2 separate regions of the Mus musculus genome follow, and region 2 is linked to region 1. A link is a contact called in public Hi-C data. All regions are on one chromosome and are shown on one strand. The core of a region is the stretch at or near the end of the contact, and the rest is flanking DNA. Distances in the headings are between cores, read along the strand shown.

Evidence for each region. Hi-C and Micro-C count contacts between places; a contact is called where the count stands out from the background.
Region 2: a contact with region 1 is called in a Hi-C map of granulocyte-monocyte progenitors, with 2.5 times the contacts expected there. The contact joins the enhancer-like site here to the promoter of Zdhhc13 in region 1. A contact is called at or near these places in 4 of 39 promoter capture datasets (HPC-7-derived erythroid cells, erythroid cells, neural stem cells and 1 more), 3 of 15 datasets of contacts at CTCF or cohesin (the NIH/3T3 cell line, large pre-B cells and pro-B cells), 47 of 484 Hi-C or Micro-C datasets (B cells, CD4 T cells, CD8 T cells and 32 more), 16 of 115 datasets of contacts at active chromatin or transcription factors (the 230-238 cell line, the HPC-7 cell line, astrocytes and 11 more) and 3 of 9 other capture datasets (adipose tissue, embryonic stem cells and liver).

Annotation. Positions count from the first base shown.
Region 1 is chr7:48,787,269-48,790,960 of GRCm38.p6, reverse strand. It overlaps Zdhhc13 (zinc finger, DHHC domain containing 13), which reads right to left and starts at 1,958. Exons shown (of 17, transcript NM_028031.3): 1 at 1,824-1,958. The coding sequence starts at 1,850.
Region 2 is chr7:48,863,424-48,867,115 of GRCm38.p6, reverse strand. E2f8 (E2F transcription factor 8) reads left to right here. Exons shown (of 13, transcript NM_001013368.5): 13 at 1-687. The coding sequence ends at 69. Among named protein-coding and RNA genes, the nearest start is that of E2f8, 16 kb to the left of the region's middle. Within about 2 kb of position 1,850, at least 26 of the 459 cell types and tissues checked have an H3K27ac peak or open chromatin away from gene starts, as enhancers often do. A contact at or near this core is called in the 230-238 cell line, the G1E-ER4 cell line, the HPC-7 cell line and 6 more, where this site is marked.

The sequences.
Region 1 (3,692 bases), core at 709-3,208:
ATAAGAAAGGCCTGCATTTTTAAGTATAAGGGCATCAAAATGCTACACTGTGGTGAGATTTGTCTGAAGATATTATAGAAGTGGAGGAATAAGCCACATCAATACTCAGGAGTGACTTCAGACAGAGCACTCCTGATAAAACAAGGAAGTAATATGGCCTGCAGCCCGGTGTACCTGGGAGTTTCTTGAGCAAACAAAAACTGTAAAAGGTGAGGTATTAAGCATAACTGAGATCCAGGCAGGCTAGGAAAATTCTGACAAAGCAAAACAAAACAAAACAAAACAAAACAAAACAAAAAGACCTATCGGCACTAAGAAGCAAATTCAACAACAGGGATGCTTTGTCTGTTTTGTTCATGAAGAATAGAGCCCAATTTCCGGGACACATTTACAACACATTTACTGGATGGATGAATGGAATCTCGGCTTTGCCACTCAGCTGCTCTCTAGCGTGTGACTAGATTGTCTTGAGTGTCCGTTCTCACTTTTAAAATTAGAAATAATTACTCTTACCTAGCTCACAAGTGAGTAGTGAAGACCAAGACTGGGAGATTTCTAAGAAGGGTAAGCTAGCTCTTCACGTTATAACTGAAGAAAGCAGCCATGGCAACTATCATTAACAACAGTCTATCTTGCCCCACCAACCTCAACCTCTAAAATCATCCTCTCCCTTCTGATGTCATGGAACCTGAGCTGGGTTATTTCCCTCTTAGCATGGAGGAGTAAAGCTAAGCTCTCACAGGCTTTTATTAATGAGTGACAGTAATTAAGAAATGAGGCCTACTCTTACTGACGTTTGAGCCTGAGAAAAATAATGAGAGACTGTTTCATGTAAAGAGTCTATGTTCTTTCATAGTAATTCAGGCTCCCTGCACATCATTTTTCATTTCTTTTAAAATGCAAGAACTCCCAATAAAAACACCTCAGCATGTTATTTTCCACTTAAACCTACACCAAACTGGTTGAAGAAGAAAAATAGAGAGCTATGAAGAACACTCTTGGGATTGGGGAATTTTTTTTTTTTTAAAGAGTCCAAGCAATGTGACAACCTCAAACTGCTTGAAAAAAAAAAATCAATCTACTTCTAGCATAACTTGAATTAGAGACTGTGTCAGTTTACTCTCCTGTAGATGGGGATTTCTTTTGCTTAAAAACTTTGAAGCTGGGATAAAAAGGTGCACATAAATGCATGTAGCACACGCTAAACATTTGCTAGGATTGAAGAAGCCTGAAAATATTAAGTTGTAATCTATTCAATGCCAGTTATAAGTCTTTAGAGTAGTCACAATCAAAAGGGACAAATTCTTAGTTCTCTTGGCTTTTATAGCTTCCCCTTTGGCCTCCTCTGTCCTCTGGGACTAATCTAGCCCTTCTCAGAATAGAATCCTTGGGGATTTTGCAGATGGTACCACGGAGCGCCCTTCCTCCTGCCTCCACAGCCTTGATGCTTTCAAGGAGTAGGAAGGATGTGGGTAGCAACAAGAGCTAAGACAAGGTGGAGAGAAGGCGGCAGCCTAGGCGCTAGGGCTGATAATTTCTCAACAGAATCTCTCAGACTCCAGGCTAAGGTCTAAGGCTGGCTGTGCTATCTGAGGTGTGTCACCTGACACCTTACAGGTTCCAGCCGACTTAGGCACCGGTGCGTGACGCCCAGCCGCCGAATGGAGGCGACAGGAGGGCCCGGCCTCGCTCTGCGGCCACCGCAAAGGACAAGCAGCATCTTTCTTAGTGTGGCCAAGGCCCAGATCCTGCTGTCCTCGCGGAACCGCCTCACCTGGCCGCGGCTTACGTCCCCACCGCCGCCCACGTCCAGCCGCGCTCACCTGCGAGCCCAGGCCCGGGCCCTCCATCACGACCCGCGCCCGCTCGGCCGCGGCTCCAGCGCAAAGTGGCGGCCGCGGCTCTCCAAGCACGCCTCAGCCGCCTCTCGCCCACTTCCGGCTCGCGCTCCGCCCTCCTAACTGCGCGCATCCTAGGGCTGTCAATCCGCCACGAGAAGCCAATCCCCGATCTCTCTCTCACGGGGGCGGGACTTTCTCACCTCTAGAGAACTGCCGGTCATCCCCGCCCCCTGCCCCGCCCCCGCTATGTTCTTTCCTTCAGCCCCACCCTTGGCACCACTTAGGGTTCCCACTCAGAAGGCTCTACAGGTGCAGGTTCAGGCTGTTGTTATTCCAACGTCCCCGAGTGGGCTACCCCAAAGCTAGCTGTCCTTGTGGAGTTCTCTCCCTCACCTCAATCTTCTCAACTGTGAGTCAAGAACAAACTTCATGTAAGCGTTTGGAAAATTAACTGAGGAAAAGTATTTACAGTCCCACAGCAGGGGTTTTGGCAGATGAAGAGCATCCTGCCTCATGGACAACCTCACAGATGTTAGCTGTTCTAGGCATTGGGAGTTCCTAACTGCTGCTCTTCAGTCATGTGCTCTTGAGCAAGATACTTTTAGCATCAGGGCCTGGTTCCTCATAGAAAGCAGAAGATGTGAGCGGTGGTAAAGGCACTTGCCAACAAGTGTTACGACCTGAGTTTGTTCTCCTGGATCATGGTGGGAAGGGAAAAGTCTTGATGCTTTCCACTGATTCTTACACACACACACACACACACACACACACACACACACACACACACACACAGCTCGTTCACCATGCCACCTCCACACACAAGTAAATTAATAAATGAAACAAAAATACGTTTTAACAAAAAAGAAAGCAGAAAATATGAGAGTTCCACAGGGAGGGTGGAGATATAACTGAATAAGCCTCTCCAGTCCCTTTTGGTAGACTGCATGGAGGAGAGGGCATATAAGTCTTGCACACATTGGTGGGCTATGAAACAAGAATACTCTTGGTTCTTACCAGTGGGGAGCTCTCTCCTACCTCAGTGTCCAGAAAACAATAGGGCTTTCCTGAGCCTGGACTCAACTCCGTTCTTTGTGATAATTCCTTGATGTGTCTGTTACCAAGCCCAGCTTGGTTAGATCCTTAGAGGCTAAGTCAGAATTAATATTGTGACTCTATGAAACCATGAAATAAGTGTCTGGAAATAAAGTGCTGGGTTACCCATGAAAAAATATTACCCTGAAACAGTAAAATTATAAGTGTATTATTATGGTCAGTGGCCCTACTTATTGGGCACACCATAGATTACCCATAAAGCCTACACCCACTGAAGATGGGAAACACTGTGTTTGTCTAGGAACTCCCAGTGCCCAGAACAGCACCGAGACCTAGAAACTATTTACCATAATTACAGTGACTAGATGGGTGGATGTACGAATGTGTCATCAACTTTTATGATGCTACGCAGAGCAAACTGAGTGACAAATCGAAGGATGGGCAAGTGACTTCCTCCAGAGCAAGAGGAAAGGCAGGTGGTTTGGATAACATAGGATGAAGCCTGGGGAGGCTCTCCAAGATGAGAGATCCTTGTAATGTAGTCACTGCCTGATCATTACCTAATCTGGTGTCTGTTTATTGATCACTTAGCGTGCATTAGCAACTGTACTGGTGCTCTGCATACGTTATATCTAATCCATGGGATGGTTTTAGCTGATTCCATAAATTCCCAATTTGCTTAATGCTTGGCAGAGAGAGGGTTCAATATCATTTCTTTTATTAGTTAGTGCTTTGGCCAATGTAATTTGGTTCTTTCCTCTTATTAAGGTGCCGTGGAACTCTAGGGAGGCTTGAAAT
Region 2 (3,692 bases), core at 601-3,100, 76 kb before region 1:
AAAACCTCCTTCGGAACCCTCTTTGTCCCACAGCGCAAACTGGAAGTCTCAACTGAGGATATCCACTGATTGACAAGATGGTGGTTTAATTTAATTTTCTAAAGAGCTATTTAATGAGACAATATACACATATAGATGGAGAGAACACCACCTTTAACAATACTGTAAATATTTGGGGTTTTTACTCAATATCACAGCAGATATACACACATGCGCATGCGAGTGCACCCACCCATACACACACACACACACACACACACACACACACACTCATACATGCGCACACATTTGTACAAGACCAAATTCAGCCTTCAGTACTATAAAATAAAATGTTGAACTAAGGTACATTAACTTCTGGGGGAGGGGAATTAATTTTTTCACCTGTGCCTCTATTATTATGCAAAGTAACTTTATTAAAGTTTACTTCCCTTTCAGCAAATGTTTGACTTACCTAACACAGCACCTGCTCAAACTTTTTGCACAAAGGAAATGCTGTGTAATGTATAATGTATTTTTACCTAGGGAGGCGATAGCTATATTTTTTTGTAATTTCTTTAATCCTTTGCTGTTGCAGTCTGTCTTTTTGTAGAGTTTACAACCCTCCTCAATCAAGTCTATGGAAAAAAATTATTTATAAAATGTATTTTTAATCATAAGTTGTTGAAATTAAAACTCTTCTAAAATGCACTTAACATTTTCATTTGGCCACATAGGGCCACTCTCTGTTGGGAGAAACTGACAATTTACCTAATCTCAGAGGCTGGTTCTTGGGAATGGCTTCCTTGGATACTCAGGGGTCATAGGTAGGTTTCACATTCTCCCAACCCCTTGCCCTGTCACAACCCAGAGCATTGCTAGAATAGTGAACGACGTGGTGTGGAAAGGCTAAGAGAGCGGGTGAAAGGCAGGGGAGCTAACATAGTCCTGGCTCTACCCAGCAGCCATTGTCCTACACCTTCTCTATGGAGCAGCTCTAGGGAGGGAAGAGCAGTAAGGGTTCTTTCTTGGCAGGGAACCAACACATACTACACCCCAGTGGGCTCTAGGAGAAAGAATAACTATGGTGTGCTCAAGGTGCATCCTCTTGACCCCATAAGAGACAGGCTGCATGCTGAGAAGACAAGAGCCGCCTCTGGCCAGGGTCTTTCAGGAACATCATACCTGTTTCCTATGTGCTAATGTTGGAAACTACAGACATTTGGATTGCGTGTTATGAACCCAGATCCCAAGGCCACTGAGATAGAATTTAAGGGAACAAGTCCATAGTCATTGCTGTGAGTCAACCTTCCCATCCATCTCCGTGAAACCGAAGACCTGTGGGAGGCTTTGCACTGCTCTGGACATTCATAGGGTCGCCTCTCTTTAGATATGCACTCTGTACGGCCAATGCCAGGTAAGATGACAGATTTTCCTGCTAGTTTAGAGAGCCCTTCTCCTTGAGTGTGTGTAGGTCCTGTGCCTTGCTTCCAATCAAGAAGTCACTGAATGAATGTGGTGTGCGTAGTCTTGTGTGTGGTTATCAGCTCCTATTGGACTAGTTCACATCTCAACTTGAATCTTCGCCGCTTGCTGGCTTTGAGGACTTAACCACCAGAGTCCAACACTGCAAGGAAATAGAGGTGGCCTTTTGGACCTAAAGGTAGCCAGCAGCTAACACAGCCAGAAGGAAACAACTCTAGTTCTGCCGGTAGCCACAGAGAACTGGATTCTGCCAGCAGCCTAACAGTGGAGAACAGGGTACAAAGGGTCCCCGAATGGCTAATGTTTTGAAGGTTTGGTCCCCAGGGCATCAGTGTTTGGAGGTAGGGAACCAGCAGATGAGCTGGAGCATGAATGATTAAACCGTTGACAAACTCATACTTTGATGAAATATGAGGAAGTGGTAGAAACCTTAGGAGGTGGAGCCTGTTTAAAGAAAGCAGTTCTTTGGGGGGGTGGGGGGGTCCTTCAAAGGTATGTCTGGGCCTGGCCCCTTCAGCAATCCTTGACTCATGGCTGCCATGCACAGAGCAGTTTTGCACCAGACAGTCCCCTTTGCTCCCCCCTCCCAAAAAACAATTGTCAAATGGCCATGTGCAGGGACTGCCAAAGTTGTTAGTATCTTTAGATTGTTTTCTGAGATATTTTGTCACCGCAACAGAAAGCTGACAAGAATCAGTCCTCGGGGGAGCCTCAGAAGGACCATAGCCCCAACTGCCTTGGCTGCAGCTTTGAACACCAAGCAGAGGTCCCTGGGCCATGCCAGGCAACTGGCACACTGAAGCAGATAGTACATGGGTGCTGTTTTAAGAGATACTAGGTTTGTGGTAACTCCGTTGAACAACAACAGATATGTGCAGCCACATAGCCCGCCAGCGCCCATAAATACCCTCTTCCTGTCAGGGTATGGTTCATAGGTTTTTAATGGGCATTCACAGAAGGAAAAGTGACTCCACGGGCTTTTCTGGGAACACACCCCATTTCCTTGGCTGGGAACAACTGTCAAGATACTAGGCACTGCACTAATAAAACTTCTCTGAACATTTTTTTCCCCAAACTCCTATCTCTCTCCCCATCTTCCCCTTTTGAGACAGGGTTTAATATGCCTAGGTTGACCTCAAAGTCACTATAGATGAAGATGACCTTGAACTACTGATCCTCCTGCTTCTACCTCCTGAGTGCTGGGCTTACAGGCCTGCCTCACCACTCCTCCTTTATGCAGGGCTAGGGATTGAACCCAGGGCCTAGTGTATGCTGAATCAGCATCCTACCAGCTGAACTATATCCTCAACTAGTTTCCCCTTAAGGAATTTTATTTCCATGGGGATGGAGCCCAGTGACCCATAGCTGGAGGCTGCCTCATGCCTAACCAAGAATGGATCAGACATCCAGCCTCATCTGAACTCCTGGAGTAGGATGCTGTGAATGTCTACCAGTCGCCTTGCCATTTTGACTCCTTAGTGCACTTGCAGAGGCGGCCAAGGTGCAAGTGCACTTGTCTCACCCTCTGCAAAGGCTCCCACCTATGTGTAAATCTGAACTGAAGCCATCTGCCAATCCCCTGATCCTTTGTCATCTGATAACTATCTCTTGCTCAGAGCAAGTCATCATTTCTGTGACTGGAGAAACCAAAGGACACCAGATCACGGAGAGAAAACACAGCTAAGGACTTCAGAATACCTACCTCGCCAGGACTTGTCATGATGGTCAACTGGTAGAGAAGCAGGTAGGAGACAACATGAGGTTCCAGCCAAGACATCCGAGGTCTGCTTAGATCCTGTAGACGGTCCCAGGTTTATGCCTTGCATTATGACTGTGGGGCTTCATGATAGCATAAAAGTGGTAGGCATTCATCAGAAGCAGGACTTTAGGGTTTTGAATCTGGATCATGTCCTGGGCTAGTAATAGGCATTGCAGTGGTCTCTTATACTGGGCATTGCTTGCTGCACCTCCCAGGCTCGTGCGATTGTGAAGGAATCCAGATGTTTTCCCCCAGAGCATTGCTCTGCTGATCTGTGATGCTGTTGGAAGATTTAACATATTATTCATTTTCATCTTAGGCTAGGATGGTCGACCAGGATGTAAGCAGAGGCATCTGCGTGTGCAACTTTTTAAAAGTCTGCATTCGATTTTACACATAGACATTTTGGTCCTGTTGTACAAAACTCATTTGCTTTGCTGTTTCATACAATATTCTCTATGTGAAAATTCTT